Regions from separate parts of the Sus scrofa genome. Here region 2 is linked to region 1. The links are chromatin contacts, called in public HiChIP or PLAC-seq maps. All regions are on one chromosome and are shown on one strand. Each heading gives the region's core, a stretch centred on a gene start, on an enhancer-like site or on the middle of the called end of the contact. The rest is flanking DNA. Distances are from core to core; before and after follow the strand shown. Region 1 holds the start of TNKS2 (tankyrase-2). Region 2 holds the start of FGFBP3 (fibroblast growth factor binding protein 3).

Evidence for each region. HiChIP or PLAC-seq counts read pairs in DNA pulled down with a chosen protein or histone mark.
Region 2: a contact with region 1 is called in an H3K27ac HiChIP or PLAC-seq map of alveolar macrophages. The contact joins the promoter of FGFBP3 here to the promoter of TNKS2 in region 1. A contact is called at or near these places in 3 of 5 promoter capture datasets (fetal liver and liver), 12 of 47 Hi-C or Micro-C datasets (alveolar macrophages, embryonic fibroblasts, fetal heart ventricle and 8 more) and 2 of 2 datasets of contacts at active chromatin or transcription factors (alveolar macrophages and skeletal muscle).

Annotation. Positions count from the first base shown.
Region 1 is chr14:103,394,112-103,399,192 of Sscrofa11.1, reverse strand. It overlaps TNKS2 (tankyrase-2), which reads right to left and starts at 2,769. Exons shown (of 27, transcript XM_001926556.7): 1 at 2,272-2,769. The coding sequence starts at 2,470.
Region 2 is chr14:103,514,731-103,520,016 of Sscrofa11.1, reverse strand. It overlaps FGFBP3 (fibroblast growth factor binding protein 3), which reads left to right and starts at 2,376. Exons shown (of 2, transcript NM_001258356.1): 1 at 2,376-3,262; 2 at 3,813-4,229. The coding sequence starts at 2,491. The coding sequence ends at 3,261.

The DNA of each region.
Region 1 (5,081 bases), core at 1,520-4,019:
AAAATGTATTCTCCATATATTAAGAGAAAATGCAGCTGGATGTATGTACGTATTTATTTGCTGTGCCCATGGCATGTGGGAGTTCCTGGGGACAGGGATGGAACCTGCACCACAGCAATGACCCAAGCTGCAGCAGTGACAACGCTGAATCTTTAACGGCTAGGCCTCTAGGGAACTCCTTTAATTTTACTTAAAAATTAAAACAGGTTCTTTCTCATTAATCGAACTACTAACTTAAATTTATAAGACTAATTTTTTAAAAAAGTATCTATCTAGATTTAAATGCAAGGCTTTAAAGCTCAGGTTTAATGCAGGCCATCAGTAATTTTTTTATTTTGTTACTTTCATACCTTAAATTCTTTTAATTTTTTTTTTTTTTTTTTTTTTGTCTTTTTGTCTTTTTGTCTTTTCTGGGGCTGCACCTGTGGCATATGGAGGTTCCCAGGCTAGGGATCGACTCAGAGCTGTAGCCTCCGGCCTACACCACAACCACAGCAATGGCAGATCTGAGCTGCGTCTGTAACCTACACCACAGCTCAAGGCAATGACGGATCCCCAACCCACTGAGCAAGGCCAGGGATTGAACCTGCAACCTCATGGTTCCTGGTCGTATTCGTTAACCACTGAGCCACAACGGGAACTCCTATACCATAAATTCTTAATCTTTTAACCTGTATGTGGTAAATTATGATGGGTGAGTTGGTTCCTAAAATAAAATTCTCCTTTTCAGTCTGACCAAACTACATGAAATCTACATTAAAAAGTACTTTGAAATGCTGGGACAGAACTGAGGGTGGGAAGGTTGGGAGGAACAAGGTCAATCAGAAGCTAATCCATAACCTTAAACCTCCAAATATTACTATTTTCAGAGATGAACTCACTAATACAACAAATTCTTGAAAGGTAGCAACTAAGATCTTCCTTGGTTATTTTTATCCCACAGATCAAGTGAACAGAATCTAAGTAACACTACCCTTTGGATTACGTATCAGTTGGGTATGAAAGTTTGCCAAATCAGTTGTTTAAATGTTGACTACATGGACAAAAACGACAATCCAAATTAGCTGAGGAAAGGCAGCACTGATCACCAAAATTTTAGGCAAAATGGTGAAAAAGGAGATTTGATTTTAGAATTCTTCCCCATTCCCTTTCTGCTGCCTACAGTCTTGTTTCTACTTCTCCCACCAATGGCCTCCTAAATCTTCTCCCTTAAAAGGCTTCTCAGTGGGAGCCCAACAATGTCTGTGAATACGGAAATCTTTCCTTCTCTGCACATCATTCCTACTCCAAAAAACAGTGCTTTAAAACATATAGTTCTGCTTTTTCAAAAAATTATTTTAAACAAGCATGTAATACCCAAAATGAAAAACCAGGACTAACGGAAGTATGACACTCTATTCCCACTTTTAATCGTGCATGGCTCCCTTGAGGATAATCACGATCTTTCCTCAAAAAGAAAAGCATAAATGCCTTGTAGAAATGAGCTGTTTCATCTTTAATTTTTTAATTTTTCAATTAAATTTAAAAAGCTTATATTACAAAGTGAACCTAGCAAAAATTAAAATAAAGTACTTCAAACAATCTAAATCTCAGAATGAGGCGAGGCTAGTACCAATTTAAATTCTAAATCCAAGCTAGAGAACCTGCACCGTCTTTCCTCTCATTCTACTTTCCACCCTAAGTTGAGTCTGGCAGGGACTACCCAATCGCACCCAGCCTAAGTCAGATCTCAGTTCTCCCAAACTTGACTATTTCCAGTTCTAGTCTCTCTAGAAACTTGCTACCCTGATAAACTCATTAAGGGTAATGTGTCAATGGTCAATTAAGCTACTCTTCTTGAATTACACTCCTGCGTTTTATAAAAGCCTTTAAGATTGTATATCAAAGGATTGTTAAGTGTTACAGTGGAACGTGCAAGAACGATAGATTTTACAGTTAACTGGCCTTTAAAATCACAAGGTCTATTACATCTCTTACTCTGTGTGTACAAGGCCTTTCAGGTTAGTAAGACCGGAAGTTGGTACAGGTATTGTCGATACAAAACAAAACAAAGCAAAAACAAAAACAAAACTTCCAGTGAGTTCAGCACGCTCGCCCCTACTCCCCTACCCCCATTTCCTCAGTTCCCATTCGACAACATCGAGATGAATGGGACCGGGGTCCTATGGGAAAGGCCGGGGTCAGAGGAGCATTATGTCTGCTTTGGGGCCTGCGAGCCTGGGTGCGCAGGTGGGGTCTGGGGCGAGTCGAGGCGGCAATGGCCTGGGTTACCTGCGGCGAAGTGGAGCGGCGTGGACTTCCTGCCCGCCGTGTCGCGGCTGTTCACCTTCTCGGGCGTAACTAGTCTCTTGACTCGCTCCACGTCCCCGTTGCGGCACGCTTCGAACAGCTCGCGGGCGGCCGGCTCCACCGCCTCGGTCGCCGCGCCCGCGCAGGCCGCGCCCCCGCCGGCGCAGCGGCGGCCCGACATGATCCTGGCCGCCGCCGCCACCAGCAGCAGCGCCAGCAGCGGCAGCAGGAGCCCCGGCCCCGCGAGCAGGAGGGCGAGGGCCCCGGGAGGAGAGGAGCTCAGGGCCCGGGCCGCTTGACTCCCTGCTGTCACCGGGCTCGACTCAGTCCCATGGCCGCGCTGCCGCGCACCCCTCGCCCAGCCCCACGACCCCTGGCTGCCCTGAGACGGCGGAGGCACAGCGAACCCGCCGTTTGAGACACTAAGCGACGCGACGGCGGAAGCTGGCAAGGCCCCTCCTGCCAGCTCTGCTGAGCCCGGGAGCGCACGTGACGTCGTGCCGCGCGTGCGCAGTGGCGGCAGAGCGGCCGGCTGGGTTTCGGAGAGCCAGGCCGCGCGGAGGGGCTTGTGGGAAATGTGAGGCGAGAGCCTCCGGCCGCGGGAGAAGAAGGGGCTTCGTCCCACCGCCATCTTTGTGGTGGCTTTTGATGGAGTCGAACAATTCTGCTTATTGTCTCTGTTTAAAGAATGGATTTCCTGGTCTGAATTTCCTTACTGCTACAACACTGGAAAGAACTCTCGAAAGTTTTCTCTCCGATCTTACATATTATTTTGGACTTGTTATGAGGAAATGTTCCATTTTTTTCAGCTTCCACAATCACTTTCTCCTTGAGGGTTTCTTTTCTGGTTTGGTTTGTTTTTGTGCTCCCCCAACCCCCACCTCCCCAACCTTCTCCCTGCCCCGGCAACTGCTATTTTGTTGTTTTTTGTGAGCCACTTCTCGGAAATGAATGACTTGCTTGATGGGAAGTTTGGATGAACCGCCCCCAGATCGTTTAGGAAATTAGGAAAGCGATGAAAGTTTGTTCCAAGTATAAATTAATAACGGAGAGGCATTGCTCAGATTAATTACTTTTCCCTTAGTTATTAGCTCGGGACTAATTGAAGGGCCCATCATAAATCAATATTATGTTGATTTGGCTGAGGTGTGCTTATCCTGGGTATACACATTGCTGACAGTTTAATGAATTGTGATTTTTTTTTTTTTTTTTTTACTATGGAAGCAAGAAAAGCACATTATTAATTCTCACGCCTAAGGTACTGATGCAGCTGTTCATGATCATCCCGTACTCTATACCTTAGTCTTAGGAAACTTTTAAAAGAAAGATAGGAGTTCCCGTCGTGGCGCAGTGGTTAACAAATCCGACTAGGAACCATGAGGTTGCGGTTCGGTCCCTGCCCTTGCTCAGTGGGTTAACGATCCGGCGTTGCCGTGAGCTGTGGTGTGGGTTGCAGACGCGGCTCGGATCCTGTGTTGCTGTGGCTCTGGCGTAGGCCAGTGGCTGCAGCTCCAATTCGACCCCTAGCCTGGGAACCTCCATATGCCGCGGGAGTGGCCCAAAGAAATAGCAAAAAGACAAAAAAAAAAAAAAAAAAAAAGAAAGATAATGCAAACGTAAAGGGATACATATTGACCTTTGCAATGCAGGCAAGCATATTCCCCCTCCCCTGAATTTCTTAACCTCTTTTTCGGCAAATTCAGTTTTTGCTTGGGAATGTGCTCAAATTTACAATGCTGCCATTTGGTTTCTTTCCAATTTTTTGTTATGAACAAGAGTGCTATGAATATTCCTATGCATTCTTCTGGTGCACATGTACAAGTATTTAAAATGAGAGGCAGACATTTTGACCACTGCCTATAGTATAAGAAATGCATTTTGTGGAGTTCCCGTCGTGGCGCAGTGGTTAATGAATCCCACTAGGAACCATGAGGTTGCGGGTTCGGTCCCTGCCCTTGCTCAGTGGGTTAGCGATCCGGCGTTGCCGGGAGCTGTGGTGTAGGTTGCAGACGCGGCTCGGATCCCGCGTTGCTGTGGCTCTGGCGTAGGCCGGTGGCTACAGCTCCGATTCAACCCCTAGCCTGGGAACCTCCATATGCCGCGGGAGCGGCCCAAGAAATAGCAACAACAACAAAAGAAAGACAAAAAAAAAAAAAAAAAAAAAAAGAAATGCATTTTGTGTCTTCAGCCAGTAAACATACTTATACATAAAACAAAAGTGTCATCAAATAATAAAACAATATTCATTTCTTCAATGTTTAGAAAAATGCTAGTTATGACTTTCAGTTAATGGATTACAGAACTCACAAATGAGTGGTAACACAAGTTTTGAAAAACACTGAGGAAATGGACTATCCAGGGGTGGGATCACTGAGTCACAAGGAATGAATGTTCACTTTACAAGGTAAAGCCAAATTGTTTTTCAAAGAGATTGTTTAAAATAGACACACTAGCTGAGTTTAGGAGTCTTAAAAAAAACTCTGTCCTCATCAATGCTGGATACTGTCTGATTAATTTTTTCCAACATATGGAGTGTAAATGGTATCTCAAGGAGGTCTTAGTCCTCATTTTAAAAAGTATCAAATTTCTAAATTTCTCAGTGGAAAAATGCAAATTAAAACCACAGTGGGATAATACCACACACTCATAAGGATGACGACTATCAAAAGGACAGAAAATAAGAAGTGTTGGTGAAATTTATGGAGAAATTGGAAACGAGCATTCCTGGTGGGATTGTAAAATGGTGCAACTGCTGAGAAAAGCAATGTGACATTTCCTCAAAAAATTTAAAA
Region 2 (5,286 bases), core at 1,127-3,626, 120 kb before region 1:
TTTTCATTGTAATTAGTGAAGAATGTCACAAGATGTCGCTCTTTAGCTGAAATACTATTCCAGTTTGGTTCAGTAGCTGATAACTAATAATGCCAGAGCATCAGATAAAAGCCTGTAAATAGTCAGTGCTTTGCTGATATAAATACAGTTTTCTGGTGAAGAGAAGTGTTCCATCTATTAAATGTATTAATAAACTACTCTGTTTATGAAACATATTAATATTTCTTAACTTCACCAGCACAAATTGTTTTTCAGTATAAATTGGTGTTATTAAGACATAACTAACTTTGAAATTGATGGCAATGAAATACAAAGTTGAAATGTAAAGATCATCAATCACTGGGAGTCAGACGGCTTGTGTGTGACCTTGGGTAAATCCTTTAATCTGATTTCACTAGAGTGGTAGAGATGTCTTTTTTTAGGTCAATATTTTTTTAGGTCTACTGTATATTTAATCTGTGCCAAAACACATTTAAATACATTCTAACTCTAAAATATTTTGGATTTTTTTTTCTTTTTAGGGCCGCACTTGCGGCATATGGAGGTTCCCAGGCTAGGGGTCCAATCGGAGCTACACCTGCCGGCCTATACCGCAGCCATAGCAACGCAGGATCCGAGCTCCATCTGAGACCTGCACCACAGCTCACAAGCAACGCCGGATCTTTAACCCACTGAGCAATGCCAGGGTACTTAGTCGCATGGTACTTAGTCGCATTCGTTTCCCCTGCACCACCACGGGAATTCCTAAAATATTTTGATTTTTATAGTAGTAGTCAAATTGTAACTGTAGGAATGCAATACCAATGGGAGTTTAGTAGTAGAAAATACTGTCCACAAAAAGACATTAGGAAATGTAATGAGACTTCTTGACATCCTGGGAAGTATTTTAGGAAAATACTTATATGTATAAAACAATTAGAAGTATAAACTCTTGACATAAAGAAATCACATTTATTACTGAGAACTTTTTTTTTTTTTTTTTTTTTTTTTTTTTTTTTTTTTTTTTGCTTTTTAGGGCCGCACACATGGCATACAGAGGTTCCCAGGCTAGGGGTCTAATCGGAGTTGTAGCCACAGGCCTATGCCACAGCCACAGCAACGTGGGATTCCAGCGGCATCTGCGACCTACACCACAGCTCACAGCAAGGCCAGATCCTTAACCCACTGAGCGAGACCAGGGATGGAACCGGCAACCTAATGGTTCCTAGTCAAATTCGTTTCCACTGTGTCATGGCGAGAATGCCACTGAGAACATTTTTAAAAAGATAATGTACTATCCCAAAGTGTAAAAAATAGCTTTGTTTAAACGTAAAATACTCAAGATTCAAGAACACATTAATTTTGACTGAAAGACTGTTTGAATTGATAATATTACCTTGCATTATAATCAAAAGAATTTCTTAAACTTCTGATTTATATAAGAAATTTATAAATGACTTAGAATACTTAAAAATAATCAAAAGACCAAATGCTCACCCCTGGGTGAAGTGCTGGACAGTACAATGAGTCTATAAACTGAGATATTATATTTATGTTAGTAGTAACAGTTATTAGGATGATTAGGATAAGACAGTTGGAAAATAAAGAACTCGGCGGGTGAAAATAAAGAATTCAAATGATAAAAAAATAGTGTCAATTGACAATTGTTTTCTTTCATTTAAGGTTGTCTAACTCTTAAAACAGATCTTTCTGTTTAACTTTTATTTTCAGATGATTAAAATATGTAAAAGGAAGGAAAAGAACGATTTGCTAAAATTCATGTGATTATTTTAAAGACTGGAAGAAAAAAGATATATATTTCATGTTACATCGCTCCTTCGTGTGTGTGTGTGTGTGTGTGTGTGTGTGTGTGTGTGTGTGGCGTGATGGTGGGAAATCTCCCAGTAAGAGAGAAGTCTGGGAGGGGCATAGAGGGGGAGGCCCCTTCTATCCTGTTGATAACACATTCATTCACTGGGAGCCGGCTAAAACAGACTAATCCTTCATGCAGTTATTCCTTCCACATTAATAAGACCCCGCCACCTTCCCCAGAACTAGGTAAGTTCAAAGTGCAGTAAAAGTGCATTTACCCAAAGAATAATCTGAAATGATTATGTAGATAATTTATTAGAGGATGGAGAAGGGACGGGGTGGAGGAAGGTGTGGAGGTGGTAATTACCAGGCATCGCTTTGCTACCGTATTTGCATAGGGGAGAAAACCTCAACGTGTAAACGGTTTCAAAAAGATTAGACAGTAATTGACTTTTTCCCAGGAAAACTTTTCAGAGGGACCCGTCGTATGGTGCTGCTGCCCAATGGAAACCAGCGCCCAGAAGTCTGGGGAAGGGGACTGGCAGGTGCATGTGTTGGACTTAGGGCTGCGCCCGGCTCAGTCATTAGCAGTTTGTGCCTCTGTCCCCAGGTCCAAGGGATGCTGCTCTCCTGGCCCTGTTACCACTGAAGTGCCCAGGGTTCCCTGGAGAGCCGACTTGCGCGCAGGCACAACGAGCCATGGGTCTTCTGAGGCTTCGAAGGTCGCTCTCGCTTCTGCTGCTGCTGGGTGGCTGCCTTCTCGCAGCTGCCAGGAGAGACCAGAGGGCTGCCGCCAGCACCGCCGAGTCTGCCCCGGGCCCTGCGGGCGGCTCCTCCGGCCGTTTCGTCAGCCCCGAGAGGCACGCGTGCAGCTGGCAGCTCTTGCAGCCCGCCCCAGGGCCCTCAGCGGGCAGCGAGCTGGCGCTGCGCTGCCAGGCTCCGGACGGGGCGCACCACCAGTGCGCCTACCGCGGCGAGCCGTGGCGCTGCGCCGCCTACGCTGCCCGCAGCTCGCTGTACTGGAAGCAGGTGCTGGGCGGGCTACGGAGGAAGCCGCGGCCCTGCCACGACCTCTCGCCTCTCAAGGCTCGCCTGTGCGCGGGCAAGAAGGGCCATGGCGCCGAGTTGCGCCTAGTGCCCCACGAATCCGCACCGGCTGACCCCATCGCCTCGGGTTTCCCCCGGGATTCCAAGCTCCCGGCCAGGAGCCGGGGGCGACCCCGGGAGCCAGCTCCCGGCCCAGGCGCCAGGGCCCCGCCTCCTCCGAGCGCGCCGCCCATAGGGAAGCCCTCGGAGAAGAAGACCAAGTGGGGCAAGAGGAAGGCGGCCTTGGACCCAGAAGAGGAGCAGACCCTGGGGACCTGGCCCGATCCCGACGGGCTGGACGAGAACGCGAAGCTCACGGAGACCTACTGTGCTGAGAAGTGGCACTCCCTCTGCAATTTCTTTGTCAATTTCTGGAATGGCTGAGGTTGCAGGCCTGGGAAGGGGCTGGGGGGGAAAGGGGGGATAGAGAAGACAGGAAAGGGGGGGAGTATGTGCGCAGCGGGTAAGCAGAAGCCAAGGACCTCCTAGGCCCAGAGATATCGGATAGAGAGCAGGGAGGAGTCCAGGTTCTAGAATGGGGCTGGGGGGGAGGGTGGAAATAGTGAGGCCTGGGATGAAAGTATGGAGGACCTCTGAGACAGTTAAAAATTATTAAGAGAGGTTAAAAATTATTACGTCTCGACTCTGATTAAGAGCAGAAGAAATACTGGAAACAGAAGTAGGCGTATCTTAAATGTAGGCATAGCTTAAATGTGCAGCCTCAGCAAAACACGGAGAGGGGAGGGTACAGAGAAGCTAAAAAAAAAAAAGGAAAGACTGACTTAAATGATGTTACTCATATGGGAAGCAGGATACAATGTTTAACACATATTAAAATGTAATCAAGAACAACTGATAACCTGAGCCATGTTGTATCTTCAGGGTCTTCTCACCTAATCAGCTGACAAGATCACCAATTTATTTTTCTCTTTCAGAATTAGTATGAACTTGGGTGCTGTCTGGTGTCACGGATGATTTCCATAGGGATAGAAGCCATTTGGAGCTCAAAACTGACTCAGTGAAAAGATTTTTCAGGATAATTGCCTTTGAATTCTTTCAGAAGTGCTGCTTTTACACAGAGTGATGGCTGGTGTTCTGAAACTTTCCCATTAACATTCCAAATTCAGAGGTGAATTATAGAAGTGCTCCAGTAGGTTTTAAAAAGACAATTATCTTTATATTTGATCGTATTTTTTGAAACAGCTAAAATGTAAGAATAGATCTCAGAGTCAGTTGGACCATTATAAAGTTGTATCTGTTTCATGTAATTAATTGCTAACGTATCTCATTTTAAATAAGATGTGATGATAGACTTTGCATACGTTACGTGCTCAATAAAATGGTTAAAGAATCGACGGGACAATGGAAAAATTATTTTTCACTTTTGACCACCCTAGGGCATCAGGAGTTCCCTGGCCAGGGATCAGATCAGAGCTGCAGCCGAAACTCTGCAGGGTTAGAAATCTAACCTGTGTCCCAGAGCTCCCAGGACACTGCCAATCCCATAGGGCCACAGTGGGAACGCCAGGACAATGGAAATTTTGACTGCATTTGATCTAGTTCTGAGTGTACCTTGAAGGAAGTTCCAAAACACATCTTGAATTGTTGGAGAAAGACAAGAACTGTGAAGTCTGCATAAGGGAAAAAATCACAGACTGGCAGACCCTGGGCCCTATCCCTTCTCTGTCTGGCCTACATGTAGTTCTCTTTCATTTTTCCACCCTCTCTCCCTCCCAGTTGGGATTTGTGCCAGCATTTAAAAGTTGGTTAATTTTGGAGTTCCCACTGTGGCACAGTGGGCTAATGATTCAGCTTTTCTCTGTGGTGGTGCCAGATGGATCCCTGGCCCTGGTGCATTGGGTTCAAGATCCTGCATTACTTCGCTGTGGTTTAGGTCTTGGGGCTCAGGTTTGATCCAGCCTGGGCGAAAAAAGGGGAAAAAAGTTAGATAATTTCCTATAAAAAGCCAGATATCTGGAGTTCCCACTGTGGCTCTATGGTAACAAACCTGACTAGGATCCACTAGGATGCGGGCTCGATCCCTGGCCTTGCTCAGTGTGTTTAAGGATATGGTGTTGCTGGGAGCTGTGGTGTCAGTTGAAGACATGATTCAGATCTTGTGGCTGTGGTGTAGGCTGGCAGCTGCAGCTCAGATTCAACCCCTAGCCTGGGAATGTCCATATGCTACATGTGTGGCCATAAAAAGCAAAAAAAAAAAAAAAAAAAAAAAAAAAAAAAAAAGCCAGATTTCAGAATCCTCTAGTAAAATCAGATTTAACATTAGACATACCTTTTCACATGTCAACCATTGGCTGATGCTGATAAAATCATCTTTGCCAAGGAAAGGAAGCTCAGAGTAGGTATAGACCACTCTAAATATAGGGATTGTTATACATGCTCTACAAAAAG